Regions from separate parts of the Mus musculus genome. Here region 1 is linked to region 2. A link is a contact called in public HiChIP or PLAC-seq data. All regions are on one chromosome and are shown on one strand. The core of a region is the stretch at or near the end of the contact, and the rest is flanking DNA. Distances in the headings are between cores, read along the strand shown. Region 1 holds the start of Lrrc8a (leucine rich repeat containing 8A VRAC subunit A). Region 2 holds the start of Ptges (prostaglandin E synthase).

Region 1 (4,655 bases), core at 997-3,496, 670 kb before region 2:
GGTTTGAAAATTGGTTTAATAAGTCTCCTTGGTTTACCACCCTTGTTTCTACCCTTGCCGGTCCCCTAACCATTCTTTTGCTTTTGCTCACTTTTGGACCTTGCATTCTTAATAAGTTAGTGGCTTTTGTAAAAGACAGGGTTAATGCTGTACAGGTAATGGTGCTCCGACACACCAGTACCAGACTTTGCCAGAAAAGGAAGTGGGGTCGCTCTAAGATTAGAGCTACTCACAAGAAGTGGGGAAATGAAGAGTGGAAAAATACTGACTGCCCTGAGAACATGGGCCCCAGCCCCCTGCCAGAGGGCCTAATTACCCGGAACTTTTGAGAAAAACAACCGCAGACTGTTTCAATGTCCCAGGTGGTATTATTTGCAGATCCCCTGTGACTGGAGCTGTGGGCCACCATGTGGGTGCTGGGGAATCGAACCTTGGACCTTTGGAAGAGAAGCCAATGTTCTTTTTTAGTTTTTTGAGACAGGGTTTCTCTGTGCAGCCCTGGCTGTCCTGGAACTCACTCTGTAGACCAGGCTGGCCTCGAACTCAGAAATCCGCCTGCCTCTGCCTCCCAAGTGCTGGGATAAAAGGCATGGCCACCACGCCAGGCAGGATATCTTTTCTTGATGATCCATCCTGTTTCTCTTGTCCAGTGGTATCTGAATTTCTCTGTTGTATGTTTTTCTTCTCCTGGGAAGATAAAAACAAAACCCTGCCCCAACCCTAACTCTGGATTCTTTTGTGGACTAGCAGGGTATATCTTTCCCAGGGCAAAATGCTTTTTGGCAACAGAAAAAAAAAGCATTATCTTTGAAGTTGAAATTATTATTATTTTTAAAGTTTGAAACTAAATATACCTTAGTATGTGGATAAATATACTTATATCCCCCTTTCTCTTTATATAAATTTAAGGTTAAGGGGCTGGGCTGGAGAGATGGCTCAGCAGCTAAGAGCACTGACTGCTCTTCCAGAGGTCCTGTCACTGTAAAAGGGGGCGGAGATCATTCAGTGAGGGAAGGGTCATCTGTACAGCCTGTGTATATTAGTCAGCTGGTGCACACACCACTGATACCCAACTCCACAAAAACTCATTGCTGTGCTCCCTGCCTTTCTTCTTTCACGTAAGCTACTGGAACTCGTCCCATACTGGAGTACATGAAACACTTTGTTTTAATAGCTGAACAATTTCCCAACCTAAGGATTACTACAGTTAGCCTGGGAATTATGAGGACCCGGGAAGATTAACACACACACACAGCTAGCGTCTGGAGGCTTGGTTCTGAAGATGTGGTTTTATCCTCAGCTCAGCTCAAAATTCGCTGCTAACGTTAGGCTGGAGGTTTCCCGATAGAGAATTCCCCTCACACCCTCTGCCAATCCTCTATCTCCAGCCAGAAGCCGGGGAACCGGACAAAGAGATCCCCACCAGAAGCCCTTGCTTACAAAAGTCGGAGCAAAATACTGGATAAAGCAGATACTTAGTTTCAAAGTGACCACTGGACTCAGGACACACCTACCAGATTCCTAAACTCCAATACCTTCTCAAGCACGGCACTACCTCTCTCCCCTCTTCTACAAAAAGTTCCTAACCCAGTCCAGTCCAACGACTTCAAAGATCTCCTAGTGTGAGACAGTGAACTCGCCGGGGCGCGACTAATCGCCCAAGAAACCTTTAAATTTAGTTCAACTGTGTTTATTGCAGCGGCGGCGGAGAAGCCATTCAGTTAACTCGGAATTATGCGGCTTTTCAGGGACAACCGTCGCAAGCCGGACGTGTCGAGGCGCGCGTCAGCATCAGCAGGGCAGTTACATTTGCGGGCACCTGAAGAGTTTGGGCAGCGAGTCAGCTAACGAGCAGCACTAAAGGTATGAGGACGCTGGCCCAATGGCGATCGGAACCCGAACAAAGGAGGTGAGCGGATACTTGCGTCAGCTTGGGTCACTTGGCCGCTCTGGCCAGAGTAACGCATCCCTTAAGTTGCAGGGATCCCTGTCCCTTTAAGGGGGCTTAGTTCTGTCCCGTTACTTCCGCCCCGAAGTGGCTTGGCGCAGGCACGTGGACGGGAGTAGGGTGAAGCCGCCTCAAGCTTTCCCCTTAACAGACATGGCGACGGCCGGGATGCCGCGGGTGCGTCCGGCCGTGACGTCACTTCCGGGGCGGGGGAGGCAGAGTGGTGCAGTGAGGGACAAACAAAAGGAGGCGCTGGAGGAGCGCGGCGGCGGGCGGCCGGACTGGGAGGTGGAGGGCCCGGGCTGCCTGCGGGCGGCTGCGAGCGGAGAGCCCAGGTGAGCGGGTCGGGTGGGGGATGAGACGCGCGCTGTCACCGCACGGGACGCTCTCCTCGGACGCGCGCTCCGCCCCTTCAAGTTCTGCGGGGCTCTCGCTGCCCAGGGGCGCCGGCCACCCTGGCCCCGCGCTGGGCTTCGCTCCGCCCTGCCTCCCGCGGGCGCCGGCTCCGGTCTCCACCCTCCAGGCCGTGCGGCGGCGCGCGAGCCCCCTCCCGGGCACCCTGTTCTCCGCGCGCCTCTCACCCGAGTTTCCGCCGCGGTCCTCAGGCCGCACTTGCCGCGCTGGTCCCCGCAGATCCGCGCCCCTTGGCGCACGCGCCCCCTTCCCAGAGGTTCCACCCGGGGTTCTCTTGACAGCTCCCCCACCAGCTCTTACAGTTCTTGGCCGTGGGCTTCCCGGCGCCGGCTTCTCTTTAGACCACTCCCTCTTCCTGATCTCCCGGACTGTCCCCTGCTATGGGGAAGGGAGCACAGGCTTTTGGGACCTCAGACTGGGGCTCCCTGAACGACCGACTCCTGATATGAGAGTCTGTTTCGTTCTGTCCCTGTTTTGTGCATCTCTTGGGCAGGAGTGACAAGTACAGGAGGTTGTTGGTGAGCTGGAGGTCAGCAAAGGCGACCCCAAGCTGAAGGAACAGCAGAGTTCGGGATGACAGTGGCAGGGGGTGGGGGCTTGTTTTTTGAGATAGGGTCTCAACTATGTAGCCTTGACTGTCCTCAAACTCTCTCTGTAAACCAGGCTGGCTGGCCTCGAGCTCACGGAGATTCACCTGTCTGGTTCCTGAGTGCTGGGTAGAGACGTGGGCCTCTAACCTCTGTTTGAGACCAGGGTTCTTGAACCTGCCATGCACTGGACTGGAGTGAGTCAAGATGGGCTGGTTCTGCTTGATACAGTTGTTGTCTTGTTTTGAAAGAACACATTGAGTGAGCATTAGCTTTTTCTTGATGGGAACTGGGCTGACATAGTGGTAGTTCTAGGACAGCCACTCTTGTACAACCTCCTCTAACGCTGCCCTAGCTAGGACAGGGACAGCTTTAAGGATGAGGTGTGGAGGGGAGAGAGTCTTTGTGAGGATGGGGACACTTGTCTGCTGAATTTTGGAGACAGAAATGAGTAGCCAGAGGCTACAAAGTCTTTTCCTGCCTTGCAAGTGTGTCAGTGGTCTCTTTAACTCTGCCATCTGTGTTATGTCCTCTGAAGTAGAGAAAATGGCCAGTGCAGGAAGAATAAGTTGACCATTGAGGGTAGGAGAGGGGGTATATTCAGAGGCTCAGGGGTGGTGCCAGTGGGCTAGGCCGTTCATCCTGCTGTTTCCTTGATGAAGGTCGGGCTCTCCTCCAGCTGTCATGGGCAGGCAAGGGCAGGTGAGCAGTGTTGGAGGACAGCTTCCTGGAGATTTTCTGGGGTCTGAAGCTCCACATTGTTTGGGGGATGGTGTACAAAGCAGGGACCAGAGAAGCAATTGACAATACCTCCCACACCCAGGAGTCAGCCTCACATTCCTGTTCTCCATACCTAAGGCACATTTGCTAGGATGGAGTTTCCTTGCAAATCTGAATGGCCTTTGTGGAGGGCATGGGCTTCTGAGGGTCAGCCTAATGGGGCAGAACCCCCGCTTGCTGCCTGGAACCAGCCTGTTCCTAGGTCACTGTCCTGAGACTGTAGATTTTCCAGGTTTTTACAGAGACATTGAAGGGCAGGCTGACCAGTGAAGACCTCTTGATAACTCAGAAGGAATAAATGCAGACATTAAATAAATATAGACTACAGTGGTCCTGAAGCAGCCCAGAGGAGAGAGGAGGGAGTCTTGGTCATTGAGCAGGCTATCCAGAGTACATGTCCTTCAAGAAGGGACTAGAAGAGTCAGTGAGTCCAGAGTCCTACTTCAGCCCTGGCTGTGAAGTAGACAAGTAACTGTTCAGTATCAACAGTGTTCCAGTCCTGTCTGAGACAGAGGGTGGGGCAGAGGTGGACTGGATGGCCTCTGGTGCTTTGCTGCATGGTCACGTATAGCCTGCCTGTCTTGTCTTCCTGTGGCTTGGGGGACTGAGTTTGGCCTCCATCCTTTACCAGAGCCGACATCTCCACAAGTGTGACAGCTGCTTCCCAGCCCCTCCTAGACACTCCACCTCCCAGGTCCTGCTGTCTGCTGCTTCCTTCCTGGTTAACTACTGCTATATTGCTCTAACTCCCTCATAGCTGGGCCACACTCCCATCTCCGGCTATTGTTGCTGTCTTCCAAGTCTGGAGCGGTGCCCACACTTCTCTCTCACACAGCCACCTTATCTTTGGTAAGCAGTGCAGAGCATGGTGCCTGTCAGTAGTTGAGCACTTGCTCACTGTGGAGAGTCTGTCCTTATGTTTCAGA
Region 2 (4,661 bases), core at 1,081-3,580:
AGGCTCACAACCCTGAGGAGGTTCCTGTCTGAGGACAGAGCTCAGGGGCTAGGCAACAAACAGTACAGCCACCTACAGGACGACCGAGCATTCCCCTGCTCCCCTGAGCCTCTCCCTGTGCCACAGAACCGAAGCTCACGGTAAGGAAACTCAAGGTGAGAGCACCTCTTGCGCTGGCTCAGGGTGCCTAGCTGGTCTAGAACACACTCAGGAGGGGTTCAAGGCCCTGTTTGCCTGGCATGGATCCCTCCCTAGGTTCCAGTCCCAGAACCTCAAAGAGTAAATTCAAATAAGACAAACACCGGAGCATAGTGGCTCATGCCTTTAATCCCGGCCCTCTAGAGGCAGAGAGGTAGGTGGATCTCAGTGAGTTCGAGGGCAGCCTGGTCTACATAGTAAGACCCTGTCTCAAAAAATTAAAACAAACAGCTAGGTAGAAGCCATTAAGGCCACTCCTTGAGCACCAGGCTCTGATGCTCCCTGCTCTCCAGCAGCCTCCTCTGTAACCTCAGGATGAAATGGAGCAGCGGGGCCTCATTGGGAAAGCTGGGGAGCCCAAGGTCACACTTCTGTCTTTGAGGGCCTCGGCAAAACTCCCCCATCAACTCTGGTGACGTCACAATCAACCTGTCTAAACTGTGAGGGGAGCGAGGCTCAAGCTTCACTTCCGGCTGTCCCTGGAGCTGGTAGATGAGCCCTGCCTGAGAAAAATGTAAAATGACGAAGAAAAAGGCCAGGATCTCCTACCCAGAATTCCTCCCTCCTGGCTCGGAAACCCCAACTCTGAGGGCCCAGCTTTGCCACCAGTGGAGTTCCTGTAATGAGCTATCAGGGAGCCACCTCTAGTGGGTCAAGGGGCACTCAGCATGCACTTCCAGGAAAGACCTGCGGCTGCTCCTGTTCACAGCAGATTCCAGTAGGAACCAGTCTTAAGGACCAGCATGGGTGGTGTGTTCACCATTCAAGTCTCCAGCTTCCTCTCAGAGCCACATCTCCAGGCTGCTGGGGAGAGGATCCTGAGCCGGCTCCCGTCCTCTCAATGCAGAGTGTGATTCCCTGGTCCCACTTGGCAGAAATAGAGGAGCCCAGGGCCCAAAGCAGAGAAGGCTTTCCTCCACCCCTGCATCTCCCATGGGGAGAGGAGCCCTAGAGGAAGTCAGGCTCGGGAGCCAGAGTTAACTTCAAAGGGGATGGAAGGATCCCATAGTAGGCAGACCTCTCCTTAACTCACTGGAAAACCAGGGTAAGCTAACTCCTACTGCCTTCCTGGTGGTGACTTAGTGCTCAACTTTGGGGGCCCTACAGAAGGGACAAGAACAGAATGTAGCTATCTCTCCCTGGCATCTGTGTCCCAGGACAAACCAAAGCAGAAGAATGAGAGACAGTCAGTCAGTCAGGGGTGGCCCTGCCTTCATTCCTGTCAGTACCTGCCCCAGGCAGGGGCTGAACCTGGCAGGAGGGCAAGCGGCCCACCCCGTCCCATCCCCGTACTCCGAGTCCCTCGCCTCTGGGCTGGACAGATGTTGGTTTAGGGGGAAGTGTCTGTAAAGGGCAGATGATTCACTGCTTCTACTTTCTAGGCGCTTCCAATGGACCCCTAGAAGGGGTCTGGGAGCCCTGGCCACTCCCACCAGCTCCACGTAGGTTCTTTTACTTTGGTTTCTTTGCCGGGACTGGGACCAGAGAATGTCTGTGGTCCCTCAAGGCACCCTCTAGGGTGCCACAAGTGTGTGCGGCGTCCATGGGGAGTGGGAATTTCCACGGAAAGACTTCTTAGGCTCCTGCGTTGCGGGTTCCCACTCCACCCAGATATGAGATCTCCCTGCCTGCCGGGAAACTGCCAGGTCCAGACACCTCTCGCTGTCAAGAGTCCCTGTGCTCCACTCGCAAGGGAGCCCCCCAGTACTCTCAAACCAAGAGGGTTCAGGAGCTGAAGGCTAAGCCAGCTCCCAGAAGGGCTGTGGTGGCGGCAGCCTTGAAGCAGCTCCCACCGCACGCCGGCATACACATCTCGGCCACGTTTTTTCAGTCCCTAGACTTTTCTTGCAGGGAAAAGCCAGCAGAGTGCTGATCCCCTTCTCCTCCAGCGCCCCCCCCCCCCCCCACTCCACCAGCGAACGTACCTTCTTCCGCAGCCTCATCTGGCCTGTGATGACAGCCACCGCGTACATCTTGATGACCAGCAGTGTGCTGCAGAGCAGAAAGGCCGGGAGCACCTGGCCGCTCTCCATCACCAGGCCCGGGGAAGGCATCTCGGCTAGCCGGCCTGGACTTCAACTCGGGGACACCGGGACTGAGAGTGAGACTGTCCCACAGGCGGCTTATGGAGAGGAGGAGGCGGGCCAAGTCCTGAGTAGGCGGTCACCCCCGCCCACTCCCCGCCCACCCTGATCACCCGCAGCAGGCCCCCTGCTCAAGTCAAGAAGGAACCCAGAGACTTCTGCTCCAAGTGTCCGGGTGGGGGGTGGGAAGCAGAGGAATGGAGGTGTCCCACGCCATCCTTGGCTCAGGACCATTGTTCTTTTGAAAGCCTCAGACTACATAGAGTGTTTTCTCACTTAACATCAGGTCTCCGACCCCAGTCTGCATATCACTGACCCATGCCCACCTTCCGAAAGAGCGTGAGAACCAGGGCATTTATGCTAATGTGTGGCCGCTGTAATGCTGGACATGCAGCCATGGAGGTGGGTTGTCTCTGCAAGATGGAAGGTGAGGAGACAGATCCTTCTGCCATCCTCTAACAGGACACAGACCCCCAATTACCAATTCGTGTGTGTGTGTGTGTGTGTGTGTGTGTGTGTGTGTGTATTTGCATATGGGTGGGGATATTCACGTGTGTGCACCTTTGCGTGGAAGCCAGTAGCTGCTGTCACATGACTTTCTCAATGTCCATCTTAATTTTTAATTTCTTTTAAAATTATGTTTATTTATTTATTGTGTGCCACAGTACCTGTATGAAAGTCAGAAGATAACTTGCTGATGATGGTTTTGTTCTGCCATGTGAGTCACATTCAGGTCTCACTAGCCTAAGCACCTAACTTTTCTCTTTTCCTTTTTTGAGAGAGAGAGAGAGAACCTCACTATCTACCCCCCATGGCCTGGAACTCAGAGAGCTCCCTGCTTTGGCCCTTCCAGTGCTGCGACGAAGGGCATGCACCAGTACAGCCTGGCCCTGTTACATTTTGAGGTCTGATCTTCCACTGCTCCAGAGCTCATCATTCTGCCAGCCTGACGGGCCAGTGAGCTCCGAGCATCCCCCTGCCTCTGCTGCCAGCAAATTACAAATACACACCTTCCCTGCTCGCTCCCTTCGTCAGTCAGCTAGATCGTAAAGAACAGTAATCAGGCCAAAGGAACATCACCATCAGCCTGCCATGCATGCCTCAAAGCAAGAGATCTAGGGGCAACTAGCCTGAACCCCACTCGGCTGTAAACTTAGCCAGTCCTTAGAGCACCAATGTAGCTCTGGGCTCTGATCCAATTTCCCTAGCTATAAAATGAAACTGACTATCTTGTCTCTCTCTCTCTCTCTCTCTCTCTCTCTCTCTCTCACACACACACACACACACACACACACACCATAGCAGTTGCTGGAACTATAAGGGTCTTGGTTGGAGATATATGTCCGGCCATCCTTGGTTACATAGTGAACGTGAGGCCAGCCTAGGATATATTAAATAAACCCTGTCTCAAAAGTCAGGGCTGATGAGATGGCTCAGTAGGGAAAGGTACACTCCACCAGCTTGAATAGGTGAGATTCTCTCCCAGATCTACATGGTGGGAAGATAGAATCCACCTAAGCAGGCTGTCCTCTGCTGGAGAGTATACTCATGGATAATAAGTGTAAAAAGGATTAAGTTGGAAAAATATTCATGTCTACAAACGAGGATACAGAGCACCCGCTACGCAGTAGCTCTTCCTCGCTGAGGACACCAGAGCCTCCGTTTCCCCCTACTCAGAAGAGGGTTCCTGTCTAGCTGGATTGACAGGAGGGAATCCTTGCTGCTGGGGCTGTGGGTGGCTTCTCCCTGATTTACAATCTGAACTAAAGATATGCTTGACAAGGTGTTTGTGTTTCCTAAGCGCAGGGTCACCACACAAGGCTTAGCAGTACTAGATAAGAGATAAATATCTCCCAGGGAACTGGCCATGGAAAGGTCTGGTTGTTCTAAAGCAGGTTTTATTTGTGGGTACAGGATGGGGATCTGGGCACGAGGCCAGCTTTCTGCTCTCCTTGCCAGGGATCTGCTTCAGGTCAAAAAGCTCGGCGATGAGCTGGCTCCTCTGACCTCCATACTTACGCCATGGTCCTTGAATGTATATGTGTGTGTGCACGCACACGCACACAGAGCCAACCATCAAAATGGCACTCCAGAGGTAGAGACAGGAGGATCAGATATTCAAGGTCAACCTTGGACACACACTGAGTTTTAGGCCACCCTAGACTACATAAGGCTCAGTGGTAAGAGTACTCGCTTAGTATCCTGAGAACCCAAGTTCAAATCCTCAGCTGTCGTGTAACAGCCAGTAAGTAACGCCAGTGTGTGCTGCACAGAGGCCTGAGGATCATGGGTCTGACCAGTCTAGCTCCAGGTCTGCTGAGAGATCCCATCTCAAGAGAGTAAAGCAGAAAGCAGGCGTGATAAAACTGGACACCCGAT

The links. HiChIP or PLAC-seq counts read pairs in DNA pulled down with a chosen protein or histone mark.
Region 1: a contact with region 2 is called in a FOXA1 HiChIP or PLAC-seq map of pancreatic cancer cells. The contact joins the promoter of Lrrc8a here to the promoter of Ptges in region 2.

The regions. Positions count from the first base shown.
Region 1 is chr2:30,235,523-30,240,177 of GRCm38.p6, forward strand. It overlaps Lrrc8a (leucine rich repeat containing 8A VRAC subunit A), which reads left to right and starts at 2,247. Exons shown (of 4, transcript NM_177725.4): 1 at 2,247-2,283. It overlaps 1700084E18Rik (RIKEN cDNA 1700084E18 gene), which reads right to left and starts at 2,109. Exons shown (of 1, transcript NR_028299.1): 1 at 1,675-2,109.
Region 2 is chr2:30,900,967-30,905,627 of GRCm38.p6, forward strand. It overlaps Ptges (prostaglandin E synthase), which reads right to left and starts at 2,331. Exons shown (of 3, transcript NM_022415.3): 1 at 2,124-2,331. The coding sequence starts at 2,252. Gm52550 (a long non-coding RNA gene) reads left to right here and starts at 2,289. Exons shown (of 3, transcript XR_003954020.1): 1 at 2,289-2,353; 2 at 2,569-2,684; 3 at 3,062-3,508.